Regions from separate parts of the Zea mays genome. Here regions 1 and 2 are each linked to region 3. A link is a contact called in public Hi-C data. All regions are on one chromosome and are shown on one strand. The core of a region is the stretch at or near the end of the contact, and the rest is flanking DNA. Distances in the headings are between cores, read along the strand shown. Region 1 has its middle 160 kb from the start of LOC103650294. Region 2 has its middle 230 kb from the start of LOC103650294. Region 3 has its middle 4.0 kb from the start of LOC103650294.

The links. Hi-C and Micro-C count contacts between places; a contact is called where the count stands out from the background.
Region 1: a contact with region 3 is called in a Hi-C map of bundle sheath, with 6 times the contacts expected there. The contact joins two enhancer-like sites. A contact is called at or near these places in 5 of 25 Hi-C or Micro-C datasets (bundle sheath, ear, leaf and 2 more) and 1 of 3 datasets of contacts at active chromatin or transcription factors (leaf).
Region 2: a Hi-C map of ear shows a contact between it and region 3, with 4 times the contacts expected there. The contact joins two enhancer-like sites. A contact is called at or near these places in 2 of 25 Hi-C or Micro-C datasets (ear and leaf).

Annotation. Positions count from the first base shown.
Region 1 is chr3:108,712,260-108,715,445 of Zm-B73-REFERENCE-NAM-5.0, forward strand. No RefSeq gene overlaps it. Among protein-coding and RNA genes, the nearest start is that of LOC103650294, 160 kb to the right of the region's middle. Within about 2 kb of position 1,267, at least 19 of the 20 cell types and tissues checked have an H3K27ac peak or open chromatin away from gene starts, as enhancers often do. A contact at or near this core is called in bundle sheath, ear, leaf and 2 more, where this site is marked.
Region 2 is chr3:108,639,209-108,642,688 of Zm-B73-REFERENCE-NAM-5.0, forward strand. No RefSeq gene overlaps it. Among protein-coding and RNA genes, the nearest start is that of LOC103650294, 230 kb to the right of the region's middle. Within about 2 kb of position 1,528, at least 20 of the 20 cell types and tissues checked have an H3K27ac peak or open chromatin away from gene starts, as enhancers often do. A contact at or near this core is called in ear and leaf, where this site is marked.
Region 3 is chr3:108,869,071-108,872,175 of Zm-B73-REFERENCE-NAM-5.0, forward strand. No RefSeq gene overlaps it. Among protein-coding and RNA genes, the nearest start is that of LOC103650294, 4.0 kb to the right of the region's middle. Within about 2 kb of position 1,496, at least 18 of the 20 cell types and tissues checked have an H3K27ac peak or open chromatin away from gene starts, as enhancers often do. A contact at or near this core is called in bundle sheath, ear, leaf and 2 more, where this site is marked.

The sequences.
Region 1 (3,186 bases), core at 17-2,516, 160 kb before region 3:
GAATTAAAACTCAATTTGTCATTTGCATTTGTATGAGATCATTTGTTAATTTGTTATATTATTTATTATGGTTTGGTATTTACTTATACTTAGTAATTGCTAATAAAATTTTGACCAACTTATAAAAGCAATGCTCAGCTTCAACCTTTATTTTATTGATCAGCCTTACACTTCACATGAACTCCCACCTTTGGTGAGTTCATACACATTATTCCCCACAACTTGTTGAGCGATGAACATGTGTGAGCTCACCTTTGCTGTCTCACACCCCCAAAGGAGAAGTACAGGTGGTTCAAGAGGAGCAGCTTAATGAGTAGTTCGATTCGATCTAGGTGGCATCTCCTAGTTGACTTTCTGGCGCCAAGGATGGATTTTAGATCATGTTATATTTATCTTTTATTTTTGTAAGTCTTCCGCTATGTAATAAGTACTCTGATTATTGTGATATCTATCTTTATGCACACTATTATTATATGTGTTGTTTTCTTTGACGTATGTATGAAATGCACCCGTCTTTGTTCCTTAAAGCCCGGGGTGTGATACTTTCGTGTGATTGCTTGTAAAAGACGAAGGTATATTTGTAATTATTTGGCACATAATCGAGAATGGAGTGAAATAATGTTCAATTAAAATGAGTTTATTGTTTTATCTTCACGTCGTTTGTATTCCATGCTTATTATCCTTTACTCAACCTTTTTTTCGTTTCTCCATTAGCTTCTCCGAAAAGAGTTAATTGAAAAGTGAACTTACATACTAATTTATTTGTGTTGCCTTATTTCTTATATCCATCATGTATAAAAAACGAGTGACCAACATAACACGTCTAAGATACCATAGAGGAAATGAAAGTGTAGGTGGATTTATAGTCTTTTTAATTATTATAAAAAGGTACAGATGCATATGTAGTTCCATAGAAAGTATATCAATGTCCCAACCACGCTTACTCATTATTTTCATGGATACATTCAGTGTTTTTTTTTTGCCTGGAAATATACATTCCGTTTTAGTCTGCTTGAGAAAAAAATGCAGAGTATTGAAAGTGAATTGAACGCCAACCTCTACATCGAATCTAAGAATAAAGTAAAAGTTCCTAGTTCACCTGAAGTCTTTGTGGGTGTGTCAGTGTGTGTGATGAACTGACGATGATGGCTTTATCATTGGTGCTCTGCTGGAGTCCGAAAGGCAGGCAGGCAGACAGATAAGGCCAATCCCCCCGGGTCTTCCGGCGGGCACACCTCCTGCAACTGTACACCCGTTGGGTCTTGGCCTCTTGGGCGGTGGTGGTTTATTGAGCATATGCCTGCCTGTCTCTGCCTTGTATTAAACCACGGCCTCGTTCCGGCAGGAATTCCCGGGCCGGTGAACGCAGTCCCCGGCCGCGACAGCGACGACGACTGCGTTATTATTCTTTACGCAACCACACGCCGGCCGGGATGCCTGAAGCCAATTCCGAAACTTCCTTGCTGCTCATTCCTGTCAGGAACGTGATTCAGGAGGAGTCCAAGAGAATGTTGGGTCTGTCTGCCGTGGAAATAGACGCCAAACAACCTACTCCTCCATTGACTGACATGTGCTTACAAAAATGCCTTTCTGTAGAAGGTGAAGAAGATTTCTTGGCCGGTTATTCAGGCAAAATAACAATCTACTAATCTTACTGTTACACGTGCGACACTGCCACTGGCCGTGGTGACCTTTCCGTCCTCCTGTCACCGCCGGCGCCCGCCGGGCACGGCCAAAGCCTAAGGCGCCGCCATTCGGTCTCAGACCACCTTCACCTCCAGGACCTTCCCGTCGTCGTCCTGGCGCGCGGCGGCCGCGTCCTCCAGCATCTGCACGACGGAGCGCATGGACGGCCGCATCGACGGCGTGCGGCTGGTGCACAGCACGGCGACGCGCAGCACGCGGACTGCCTCCTCCCTGGCCCACCCTTCCACGATGCCCGGGTCCACCAGGGACATCACCTTCTCCCGGCTCTCCAGCCGCCGCGACACCCAGTCCACCAGGTCCCGGCTCTCCACCACCGCCGGCCGCCCCGTCACCAGCTCCAGCAGCACCACGCCGAAGCTGTACACGTCGCTCTTCTCCGTCACCTTGCACGTGTACGCGTACTCCGGCGCCATGTACCCCAGCGTGCCGGCCACGACGCCGGCGGACGAGTGGCCGCCGCCGCCGCCTGCCGAGCTGAGGATCTTGGCGAGCCCGAAGTCGGCGAGCCGGGGCTTGAACGACTCGTCCAGGAGGATGTTGCTGGACTTGACGTCGCGGTGGAGGATGGGGCGGTCGCAGCCGTGGTGGAGGTACTCGAGGCCCCTCGCCGCGCCCACCGCCACGTCGTGCCGCTCCACCCACCCGAGCGCGCCCAGCTTCCGCCCCGCCGCCCCGTGCAGCCGCTCGTACAGGCTGCCGTTGGGGAGGTGCTCGTACACCAGCAGGCTCGCCGCGCCGTCCGCGCTGGTGATGCTGCACAGCAGCTTCACCACGTTCACGTGCCGGATGGCGCTCAGCGTCCCCACCTCCGAGTCGAACTCGCGGCACCGCACCGACGCCGCCGGCCGCAGCATGGCGGCGGACGGCGCCGTGCTCGTCGCCACCCCCCGCGTGACGTGCTTCACGGCCACCACCGCGCCGTTGCCGAGCTTCACGCGGTACACGTTCCCAGACCCGCCGCTGCCGACCAGGTTCTCGTCGCGGACGCCCTCGATGATCTCCCGCTCGTCGAACGCCAGGATCCGGAACGACTTGAGGTCCCACGAGCCCTTCTTGGCGAACAGCTTCCCCGCGGAGGCCTCCGCGCGCCGCCGCCGCCGCTTCTGCAGGCACATGGCCACGCCCGCCCCCGCCAGCAGCACCGCCGTGACGGCGAGGATGCACGTCACGGCCAGGCGCTCCGCGTTCGCCGACCGGCTCCCGGAGCTCCGACCGCAGCGGCGGAGGAAGACAGCGCCGTTGGTGGCACACAGCCCGGGGTTCCCGTCGAAGCTCTCGCCGTAGGCCGAGATCGCAAGCGCCTCCGGAACGGGCCCGGTGAGGTGGTTGTCGGACATGTTCAGGCTGCTCAGCTTCAGCGCCGCGAGGCTCGCCGGCACGGCGCCGGAGAGGTCGTTCCGGGAAACGTCGAGGGAGTTGAGCCGCTGCAGGTTGCCCAGCTCCGCGGGGATCGCGCCGTCGAGCCTGTTCCCAGCGAAA
Region 2 (3,480 bases), core at 278-2,777, 230 kb before region 3:
CCTAGTCTAGAAAGGGAATTCCCCTTTGTGACTTCCCAGAACTAGGCCTGTTGGAGAGTACCGATGTTTGATGATCTCTTGGACGAAGCGAATGGCCATGTGTCCGGATGCATTCATCAGACTCATAGTGACGATGGTGCGAATGAGCCAACATATAGTTGACTTCTTGATGCAAAGCCCTAGGGCGCTCTTCCGAGGGCACCGAGAGATCTACCTCGTCAAGAGTACCCTCAGGCGAGAACCCCTTCCACCGGATGCCATGGTTGTGGGTCTTCTCGAAAGAGCAGATGATTTCGGCGTGCCACCTGAACTATACCCCGATCAGGAAGGTGTTGACGTGTTCTGAATAGATTCCTTGCGTACACAAACATGTGCAAACATTAGTCCAAGCCATGTTCAGCTCCCCGGGCCATATGTAACACCCAAAATTCTATTTTGGGATTCATAAAAGTTTTTCTTCAAAAAGATTTTGAGTTAAAATATCATCTAAAAATAAATTCCTTTCTTTTAAAAGTGTATTTCCCTAAAGTAAATAAATAATAATAGTAGGATTTGTAAACCCTGAATAATGCCCTAAGAATTTTTCTTACTTTTGGAAGCTACATCTCCTAAAATAAATTTGTTTGCCAAGGTAGATTAATAAGGTTCCTATATCAATTTAGTTACTCCTTTGCCAAATTAAATATTCATGAGTACTCGCAAAGAAAATAATAAATACTGTTATACTAGGAATCGGTTTTTATTAAAATACCTATTTGTGGATGGGAGAATTTCATATTTAAACATTTACTTACATAGGATAATGAATAAATAAATAAAGTGGAAAAATATACTTTGCATCTCTTGATGGTGATTTTTGCTTGTGCATTTATGTTGAAGACCTGAATTCAAAGTTTGAACTTGAAAACTGAAATAGAAAAGAAATCAGAAAACAGAAAATAAAAGGGACAAGAAAAAGAATCTTATCTCAACACCCTGGGCCGAAACCCTCACCCCGGCCCACTCTTTCCCCACGCTAGCCGGCCCAGTACGCCACCGCACGGCCCACCCAACTTTTACTCCACACCGCACAAGCTATCACGTGGGACCAGGTCACCAGCGTCCCAGCCGCAACCAGGTACCAGACCGGAACCACTATCACGTGGGACCCCAGCTTCAGACTCGCTCGACTCTCCAGCTTGTTGCAATGTCGCCGGAGTCCGCTCGGCCGAGTCCCTGTTGATCCCACGAATCAAAACGCTACCGCCGTTACAAACCCCGGCTGTGGCGAGTGGTTCGAGTCCCTGTCGTTGGAGCGCGCTTCCCCGTGGCCACGAAATCCAGCATCTGTAATTGCGGTGAGATCTTTCTCCTTTGTCTTACCATGTTCCTAGGATTAGACAGCATGTTGTGGCTTGTGGTTTGGGACCCCAGATCGCCGGGCATGGCTGTGGCGGCAGGATTGCCCACGCGGTCCGCACACACCATCGCTGCGAGCTGTCGGGAGGAAGAAAGACGTGCCTTGCCGTTGGATCGTAGGGAGAGGTGGAGATTAGACGTTGGGCATACCTGTTTGGGGAATAGATCTGAGCCATAGGATGAGATCGAACGGATTAGGATAGATCTTGATTCAATAAAATCTGACTGTCTAACTTTGATCCGTTGTACAACACTTCGTATCGCTTTGTTATAAGATTCGAGCTATCCAATGGCTCAGGCGGGCAGATACCCCTTCAGCCGTAGCTTTGCAAAAGATACCCCTAGTTTCTATTATTGAAACCGTAGTCCTGTCAATTTATAGAACCATTAACACGGAGCCCTAGTATTTATATTTTAGACATGGATTTTATTAAATAGTGGTCATTGTCCAACCCTTTTTGTTAACTGTAATCAAATCAGAAAATCAATTATTATGTACAAAAATAAACGTAGGAATTTAGAAAAACCATAACTTCCTCATACTAATTTCAAATTGACCCGTTCGAGTTGCGTTGTACTCATATTAATGTCAGTCATCATTTAGTAAACTTATTTTATTATGTCACATGTTGTTAACATCAAGAACTTCATTTGTTTTAGCTTATGTTTTACACGTAAACATTCAGAAAATTATATCTCTTTAACCATAACTCTGAATTTAGTGATTCTCGAACCTACGATCTCGTAGTAGAGCGTAAAATATTCTTACGTAGTTTGTTCTCATCTTTCATGTAATGATATTTTATGTACTCCTTGTCTATTTGTATGTATTGCTACGAGTAGCAGCGAGGTCACGAGAAACCAGAAGACCAACTTGGTGATATTCTTACGTAGTTTGTTCTCATCTTTCGTGTAATGATATTTTGTGGCTTGTGGTTTGGGACCCCAGATCGCTGGGCATGGCTGTGGCGACAGGATTGCCGCCGCGGTGCGCACACACCATCGCTGCGGCTATCGGGGAGGAAGAATGACCTGCCTTGCCGTTGGATCGTAGGGAGAGGTGGAGATTAGACGTTGGGCATACCTGTTTGGGGAATAGATCTGAGCCATAGGATGGAATCGAATAGATTAGGTTAGATCTTGATTCATTAAAATATGACCGTCGAACTTTGATCCGATGGACAGCACTTGGTATTGCTTCGTTATAAGATTCGAGCTAATCTTGGCCGTCTGCCATGAATCCAATGGCTCAGGCGGACAGATATCCCTTCAGCCGTGTAGCTTTGCAAAAGAGACCCTCTAGTTTCTATTATTGAACTCGCAGTCCTGTCGATTTATAGAACCATTAACATGGAGCCCTGGTATTTATATTTTAGACCCTGGATTTTATTAAAATAGTGGTCGTCGTCCAACCCTTTTTGGTTAACTGTAATGAAATCAGAAAATCAATTATTATGTAAAAAACGTAGGAATTCAGGAAAATCATAACTTCCTCATACTAATTCCAAATTGACCCATTCGAGTTGCGTTTGTAACACCCCAGGTGTTACCAAGGCCATGGTTTCAATTATGCACTGATGACTTGTGATCACATGTGGTTAAGTGGAGGAGAAGAAGAACCTAAAACCTTGGAAGCATGGGTTAGTTAAGAGGGGTTAATGGCAAAGGCTTCACCCACACAATTGGAACAAGGGTCATGTGGAGCCAAGGTGATTAAACCCTAAAGACACCTAAGGGCACTAGACTTCCAAGCAAGGGATCAGTGGATAAGTTAATCAAATTGACAAAGCATGATCCTATTCCATAAAGAAGTTTTAGTAACAATGTAACCTACCAAATGCAGGGAGGGAACATTGCAAAAAGACCCCTTGATGACCCCAATTTCACCCCTTAAGTGGAGAGCACACTAGAGCTCTCTAATTCTCTCTAAGTCAAAATCTAACCCTAATCTAAAGATCCACCATGTTCACTTAGTAATTGGCACCAAAACCACTTGGGTTAAATACCAAAAAGGTGCCAAACCACCTAAGACACCCACTGGAAAAGTTTGAAACCGAGCCCAAGTCGTTTGACAAGATTTTG
Region 3 (3,105 bases), core at 246-2,745:
TACAAATCTCCCTCACACCTAGTGCGTCGAAAAGAACCAAGTATTTTTCCATCTGTGTATGTTTAGTTGTGTGGTATACGTGCCCATACAACCACCTCATTGTACATCAATGAGTCCCGACTGAAAAGTTGGGGATATATGTTGGTTGTAAGACTAAGTCCATAATCAAATATCTTGAGCATATGACTGGGGATCTTCATACGACTTAGCACATTGATTGCATTTTTTATGAAGAGCATTTATTGGCATTAGGATGAGATAGACATCCACAAGAACGTGAGACAATTGAGTGGAATAGAAACGAGGCACAATCCTTAGACCCGCACACTAGTGAATTTGAACTAGAAGTCTAGATGATTCTACATTTGCAAAATCTTGCGAATAGGCTGACATGTGCCTTCACTAATCATGGAGAAGTGTACAAGGTCACATATACCTGCAGCAAATGAGCTATAGAGAGTACAAGTACCCCAAAAGGTTACTAAACATGTTGTCTCCTTCAATCCCAAGAAGAGAAGGAGACCTTTGGGTGCTCGGGACAATGTTCTAAAGAGACATCCATGTAGACAAAAGGCACGAGCCACATGCCTCACTCAAGGATTTAGTTGAAGAAGTTCAATCTACAGTTGAGAGTGTCCATGAACAATACTATCCGAAAGATGGAGTCCTTGAAATAGCAACTGAACCTGAAGTGGAGATGGTCCCTGAAGGCCCCTACCTCGAAGATGGAAATCCCAATGTGTCACGTGCACCTTTCACGCATTGGAAGATCGGAATGCCTAGCTTTGGTTGTCATGGGAAATCATGATGAGCTAGATTATATGTTCGATTAGATTGTATTTAACTATGTTGTCATACCCTCAAATGTCTTATATATACATATTGTCTTATACATAATCTAGTTTTGCTTAATTCGTTATCTAAAGTATAAAAATGGATAGAAGAGTAAAGAGAGAGTCTATATATATATATATATATATATATATATATATATATATATATATATATATATATATATATATATATATATATATATATATATATATATATATATATATATATATATAAAGAGAGGATGGAGTGTCATCTGTGTTTAAAAGAGACTTTAAAGAATACCGTTGAAAGGTATATAGAAAAAATATTCTCTATATTTAAGATAGAGAAATATATAGGGAGTTTAGAGCTAAACCCTTGGGTCCTAGATTTCGCTGCCAACCCACTTCTATGCCACACGTGGGGTACACGGTACAGTGACAGGGATTGACTGAGCACGGCGCCTCTACCTCTCCCTTTCATCTCTGCGCTCCCAGGAGTAGCTGCTTCGTTAATAGGCCCGGCCGGTTGACCGCGACTCGATGACAGCATCTTTTTTGTCACGGACAACGCATGCTGCTTCCTAGGCAGTTTCTTCCCCAACTCGGAGACTCTACACCTGTCAGTCACACACACACACTTGTCACCATCGCGATCGGTGGTACGTACACGTACAGACGTACTAGACAAGTGTATGTCTTGGCCGGTCTGTACACTCCTAGTGTATACGTATACAATACAATATATACACGTGCATGATTGCATGCTGCAGGGTTTCATTAGCTTCTAGAAGGAAGCAGCAGAGGCTGCATCTATCGATATCGCAAGGGTCGGCACACGTTGCTGTCAGTCTCAGGCGCCAGCCAGCCACTTGCTGTAATTATAATTATAATATCATAATGCCCTGCCGCCTCGCCAGCAGAGAGTTGTGTGTCGCCGTCGCTGCGATTTGTAGCGATCTCTGTGCACATTTTTCAGTTTCCATCATTTTGTTCTCCTATAGCTAGCTGCCCACCCCAAAATCCAACCCATGAGCGCAGCTGGTGTAGTGATTTTTTTCCTTTAATGATCAACTGTACATCACACACATATATCAAGAGATTTTTAAACTATACAATCTTTAACCAACAATTTGATTTGCACACAAGAGATAGAGATGCACGAGATGTACATGCATGTAACTGAGCTTTCAAAAGCTCAAAGAAAAAAAACATGTATGGCAGACTACCTTTTCAAAAACCAAGGGTCCTTCGATGCTATAGACTCAGATTTGTACTGCTGTAGAAAGAGCCTTAGTGCTTGTTGAGAACTAGTAACAGCACCAGATCCTCAATTGATTTTGGACAACCACAACTAAAAACATCAATATTTAGTTCTAGTTGCATGGCCTATTATGGTCTTTAGTTCGTTGTTCGATCGAACTGTTGCTGAAGAGGGGCTCTGGAGGGCACACCTTAGCTTATATATGAACACTATTAGTTGTTTTTGAATTGCTTCGATCTTTTTTTTCAAATTGATCAGTTCTTACTTCATCTTCATAAACTGTGATTTGCCAAAAAAAATATTAATAATAAATTTCATTATATTAAACTCATAGTGAGAGTAAGACACTGCATTACTATGAAATCAACACTAACGTTGTAGAGTTTATTGATGCTTCCTTCTCAGGTGTTTTCTTCCCTTTTCTTTTTCTTTTTCCTTCTTCAATGACTACTAGTATCTTTTTCAATTTTCTTTTACCTAAAAAAGACTCGATTTTCATTCGAAAAGCGAAATGACTATAAGTCCAAAGTGCTTCCACACTACACATGAACCACTATCACGTATCTGGGTCGGCAGGTCAAAAGAGACAAGTAAAGTGGCCTGCACTGCGTCAATTTCTCTGTCGTTGTTGCCGTGGGTGCACTAGCACCCAACAGTGAGATGCGTGTGTACAATCACTACCGGAATTCGGCTCTTTGCCGAGTGCTGGCGGCTTTGCCGAGTGCTTTTTATCGGGCACTCGGCAAAGTCGACTTTGCCGAGGGCCGCTCTCGGCAGAGTCCTGCGCTCGGTAAAGATCTTGTCACTACACGACGGTTGACTTACAGCGACCTACGGTTGGTTGCTAAAACGGCCTTCAGCGACCTACGGTTGGTCGCTAAAAACTTTTAGCGACCCATAAGGATGGTCGCTGTAAGTGCCGTCGCTAAAGGCTTTAGCGACCGACATCTTTTTAGCGACCGACTGTCCGTTGCTAATATTGTATATTTAGCGACCAACCGTGGATTGCTGTACTATAGATTTAGCAAC